Linked DNA regions of Sus scrofa: region 2 is linked to region 1. A link is a contact called in public Hi-C data. All regions are on one chromosome and are shown on one strand. The core of a region is the stretch at or near the end of the contact, and the rest is flanking DNA. Distances in the headings are between cores, read along the strand shown.

What was found. A called contact is a pair of places that touch in the nucleus more often than the background predicts.
Region 2: a Hi-C map of embryonic fibroblasts shows a contact between it and region 1, with 2.7 times the contacts expected there. The contact joins the promoter of LTBP1 here to the enhancer-like site in region 1. A contact is called at or near these places in 16 of 47 Hi-C or Micro-C datasets (embryonic fibroblasts, epiblast stem cells, fetal heart ventricle and 10 more) and 1 of 2 datasets of contacts at active chromatin or transcription factors (skeletal muscle).

What each region holds. Positions count from the first base shown.
Region 1 is chr3:106,327,268-106,329,967 of Sscrofa11.1, forward strand. All of the region lies in intron 33 of LTBP1 (latent-transforming growth factor beta-binding protein 1), which reads right to left. Among named protein-coding and RNA genes, the nearest start is that of RASGRP3, 110 kb to the left of the region's middle. Within about 2 kb of position 1,429, at least 5 of the 83 cell types and tissues checked have an H3K27ac peak or open chromatin away from gene starts, as enhancers often do. A contact at or near this core is called in embryonic fibroblasts, where this site is marked.
Region 2 is chr3:106,723,161-106,725,993 of Sscrofa11.1, forward strand. It overlaps LTBP1 (latent-transforming growth factor beta-binding protein 1), which reads right to left and starts at 1,378. Exons shown (of 36, transcript XM_021087653.1): 1 at 912-1,378. The coding sequence starts at 1,378. It overlaps LOC110260038 (a long non-coding RNA gene), which reads left to right and starts at 336. Exons shown (of 2, transcript XR_002342794.1): 1 at 336-787; 2 at 1,787-2,833.

The DNA of each region.
Region 1 (2,700 bases), core at 179-2,678:
TTAAAAACTTAGTCAATTAGATTTGATTTGCCAAGGCACTGGCTCCTCAGATTTACATGCAGTAACTACTTAATATGTCACAGGATCAGGACAGGGATAAAATAAAATGAAAATACATGCTGAACCTTTCCTAAAAGAGTTTCCATAACAACAGGGATACCATAAGCCACGTGTTGGGTCTGTGAACAAAACAGGCACAAAGTTCCTACAAATCAGTAAGAAAAAGACACCAAGTCCAACTCCCCAAATGGGCAAAGGATATGACACTCACCAACAAAGAAATACAAATCATCTATACACAAAACATGCTCAAATTCCCTCGGAATAAGGGCTATGCATGTAAGATACCCATCTGTCCCACCTGATAACAATTTTAAAGGCGAAGCATACCCCATGGTAAGAGGGTAGGAGGAAAAAGGCATTTCAAACATTGCCAATGTGAGAGTACATTTGTACAGGAGTTTTGCAGAGGAATATAGCAACTTTAAAGTACATATACTTCTGGACGTAGTGTTTTCATCTGTAGGAATTTTCTTCCCAAGGTACTTCTACAGTTATATATTAGATATTTATAATAGGAAAATCAGGACTAGGACAGGGCAGGGGCTGGGGGGTCAGAGAACCCAAATGCCCAGCGCTTGAGGTGATTAAGACATGGTGCAGGCATACTTTGTATTACTGTGCCTTAGTTTACGGAACTTTTCACAAATTGAAGGTTTGTGGCGACCCTGCATCAAGCAAGTTTATTGGCACCGTTTTTCCAGCAGCATTTGCTCATTTGTATGTATGTCATTTTGGCAGTCCTCACCATATTTCAAACAAGTATTGCTACCTTTTTTTTGGCTTTTGCTCTTTAGGGCCACATCCTCGGCATATGGAAGTTCCTAGGCTAAGGGTCGAATCAGAGCTGCAGCTGCCAGCCTACACCACAGCCACAGCAACGCAGGATCTGAGCCGTGTCTTTGACTGCCACCACAACTCACGGCAATGCCAGATCCTTAACCCACTGAGCGAGCCCAGGGATCGAACCCACATCCTCATGGATCCTAGTTGGGTTCATTAACTGCTAAGCCATGAAGGGAACTCCTATTATTATTACTTATTTGTTATGGTGATCAGTGATCTTTGGATGTTAGTGTTGTAATTATTTTTGGGTGCCACAAACCCTATCCACATGAGACAGAAAATGTAATTGATCGTTGAAGCAAAGGATTAGAATATTACATGAACTGAGTTGATAAAGCAGTGGCAGGGCTTGATAGGGCTGACTTGAATTCTGAAAGAAGTTCTACTGTAGGTAACATGCTATTAAAGAGTATTGCATACTGCAGAGAAATTGTCTGTGAAGGAAGAATCAACTGAGGTGGCAAACGTCACTGTTGTCTTAAGAAATTACCACAGGCACCCCCACCTCCAGCAACCATCACCCTCATTAGTCAGCAGGCATCGACATCCAGCCTCCACTAGCAAAAGGATGACTCATGGAAGACTCTGATCACAGTCAGCATTTTTCAGCAATCCAGTACTTTTCCATTAAGGTACGTGCCTTGTTTTAATAGACATATTGCTATTGCACACTTAATAGATGGCAGTACAGTATAAATATAACTTTTATATACCCTGGGAAACTAAAATTTTGGGTAACTTGCTTTATTGCAATATTCCCTTTATTATGGGGTCCTGGAACCAAACCCATAATATCTCCAAGGTCTGCCTGTACATCCATAAAACAGAGGCTGTGCAGCCATTTAAAAGTCACCATCTTTATTCAGTTCTAAGATAGCCTAGATTGTAAGGCATATCTGGATAACATTGAAATGTGAAAAAATGGCTTGTGGCCATTGATAGATGCCATCAGTTGTAAGATACCCCCAATTTCAGAGATGCAGAAGCATAAAACAGAAACCAAAGTGTGCCTTAAATCAATGATACAGATTTCAGCTTTACATATTCTCTTAAATATAAATGTGTAACAATAAGTAATATAAATAATAAGAATCGATGTGTATAAAAAAACACATGGAAGATTAAAAAATATAAACTGTTAAGAGTGAACACCTTCAAGGAGCAGAGTTCTGCTGTGATGAGGAAGCTAGAGGGGGACATAATGTCTGATTAGTTATTCAGAAGGAATATATATTAAAAAAAATTAAACAGCCAAAAAAAATTTGCTTAAATAGAAAGTGTAAGGTATGAGCATCATGAGAAGGTAACTTAAGCCCCACTATATTTGTTTCCTGCAGATTTCACCTTCCTCTCCTGTGGCATCTGCCTCCAGGAACAGAGGCAGCAGCAATGCTAGTGAGATGCCACACTCCTCGTGTTCCTGCTCTTCCTACATCCTCCCCATTCGCACAACAAGCCAACCAGAGAGATGCCTTCATTTTACAAATGATCTTCACTGGGTGAGGTTATTTTTCCCAGGTCCAGCACCTGCTGAATCTGAATTCCAGAATCAGACTGTTTGGCCCCAGAACACACACTCTTTCCATTTCGGGGCTACTCTTCTTCTTACCATCTATATCTTTACATATTGGCTCTTCATCCTCTGCTATTCTTTTTCTGTCATTTCAAATTATTTTCTTTTTTATGCTACATTGGTTTGAAGTTACTTCCAAGCTAAAAAACCTAATTTATTAAAGAGCTAACAACTCAACAGCAAAAAAGCCCAAGAACCCAGTAGAAAAATGGGCAAGAGAA
Region 2 (2,833 bases), core at 128-2,627, 400 kb after region 1:
ACCCAAACCTGCCCAGGTAGGAAGGTAAGGACAGTGCCTCCAGGAAGGATGGGAGAACCAAAACCTGCATAACCTAGAACTCTACAGGAGGGGAGAACAGGGTCCAAAAAACTGTTTTCCAAACTCCAAAAGTACAGGAGAGCCAAGAGTATTTTGTACATTATATGCGCCCACAGTTTAAATTGAATCTGAATTTCAAAGAGAAGCGTCCAAACAGGGGTGAGATCACAATGCCTGGAACCACTCCCGAAGAAAAAACAAAACAACAACAAAAAAAAAACAATAAGCAAAACAAGTTTTCCTTCACATCCTCAACCTGTGATTAATGGGGGGGGGGGCGGGGGGCGGAGCAAGGAGGCTGTTTTAAAAGACCAATAACAGAAACGATCCAAGTGAAACTCCCGTCAATGCTAAGGCACCCGGCCCCAGGAAAGCAGACCCCACAGGTGCAGGGTAGCCAAGCCCACAATGAGTAGGATGCTGAAAATTCTAGGTCATATAACAGGAGTTGGATCTTGACAATCAGGCCTCGTCCAAACGTTTTTTTTGCATCAACTAGAAAAAAGTTAAACTGAAGTTGCAAAGTTTAATTGATGCTGAGGGATTAAGCTGTAGTGACCTCATGTTTACGCCCATCTTCTAGGAGTAATTTGGTTCGTGCACAGGAGGTTACGCCCCAGGCAGAAATGCCTTTTGTGTTTACCCACAGTTCAGTAACAATGCGATCGAAGTTTATTCTCAGAGTTCCGCGGCTTCCCCGCACTCGGCTCTACCCGCCGCGCTCCAAGTAAGGCAGGCAGACGCGAACCGGGAAGAGAAGGCAGGACCCACCGCGCACGACGCCCGCGACCCCGCGTGTCCCAGCGCGGGCAGAGCGCGCGTGCGAGGAAGGAGGGAGGGTGTGGGCTTACCCCTGCAGCTGCTGCTTCTGCTGAACCTGCAGCCTCGAGGCCCCACCACTCTGGGTCTCCTGCGGCACTTTGGAGCGCACCGCTTGCCTGCCTTGTTTGGCGATCGGGGCGGCCGCCGGGTGACCGCCGGGCTTGGGGTGGAGCTGCCCGCCGGGGCCCCCGGGACGGGCGGACTCCGGCGGTGGCGGTGGCAGCCGGAGCCCCTGCAGGGCCGCGCCGCCGGTCGGGCTGGTGCGCCGCGTCCGCTCCGAGGGGGCCCCGGCGCCCCCCGAGCTGCGGCTGTACCTGGCGTTGAGTGCGACGTTGAAGGTCCGCGGGCGCGCCGGCCCGCCCAGGGGCAAGGCGCCCGCCGCCAGGCCGGGGCCCGGGCGCACCACGTAGGTGATCCTCCGCACCCGGCCGTGCGCGGACGACGCGAGCAGCCCTGCCCAGAGCAGGAGCCCCCACCTGAGCCAGGCCCCCGCCATCGCGGGCCACAGCCGGCGCCTCCGGCCCCCGCCCCCGGCCGTGCGGCTCGCCCGGTGCGGCCGCCTGCGCGCGCTTAGGCTCCTCGGTAAACTGCCGGGAGCCGGGGAAAAGTGGGGAGGAGGAAAACTCGGTTGCAGGGGAGGAAGTTCTGAGGGCGGCTGAGCTGCCCCAGACCCCAGCCGAAAGCAGCGGGGAGGAGGGGGCGGGGTGGGGGTGGGGAGCGCGAGGCCCGGGAGGGGAGGGGCGAGGGGCGCGGGCTTTGCTAGGTGAAGGTCCACTCGCCGCGCCGGGGGGCGTAGGGGGTGCCCCGCCCGCGGCCCGCCGAGAGTGGGCGAGGGCGGGTGTGAGCGCGCGGGACGCTCAGCTGCAGCCCAGGCTGCAGAGTCTTTAAAAAGTTTCTCTCGCAGTGGAACCGAGTGTCAGATCTGAACAGCCAATCTCCGGCAGACGTGACGTCAGGCAGTAAATCCTAATTGGGGAAAGCGTGAGATGAGCCCGAGAACGCGCCGCCACCCTCCACATCCACATAGATTGTTACTGCGGGTCGGCAAGGCAGAGGTCCCCGCTCCCTGGTCCTGTGTCCCAGAAAAGGACAAAGAACTCAGCAAACTCACTGAACGGAACTTTCCTGCTAGAAGCCCGGCTGAACTCGTTTGAGACTGTTTGAAAGGCATTTCCAGTCATTTTCTTAGCCATGTTTGCTCAGATACTTTCTGCGGGTATTGGATTAAAATACCAGATCAGGCCCCAGAAAGGACTGCTCAGAGTGTGCAGTGATGTCCATCGGAAAATGTTTAGGTGGTTCTCTTTGGGACTATAAACTCCGCCTGAATGTTTCGGGTCTGCAACTTCTGGTACCCTATTCCTCGCTGGGCATGTACCAGGACGGGCAGCAGGGGGCGCCCGCGTAGACGGGGAAAACCCGCAGTAAGACTCGCCCCCAGGAGCAGCCCTGCTCTTGGTGAGGAGACCTCTAGGACAGGAATACAGGATTTAGGATCCATGACAACATCAAGCCATTCTTAGTATTTTTTTAAAGCAAAATCAGTTCCTTAGACCCTTATCCGAAAGGAAAGGCAACTCACTGGAAATGACCCAAAACACATTAATAGGATTATGATGTCCCAAGGGAGAGTCCCTGGGATCACGATGTTTTTTGTTTTTTTTTTTGCGAGGAGGGGGGAAAGACCATGAAATAATAATACTTACTTTTAGCATTTAAATTAAAAACAATGGTTCCAACAGAATGCACAGTTTCATTACATGCATGCCATAGAAAACCCGTGGTCAGAACAGTTTTTGTTTTTTTTTTAATCCATTTAACTAAGAATGGTGGTCTGTTTCCAAGGCTTTGTTGTTCATATTCATATTTATTTGTGCCTTATCCTGGCTAGTAGATAGTTGATAACAAATGACAATGGTTTTAAGAATTGATGGAAAATAAAGTTGAGGAA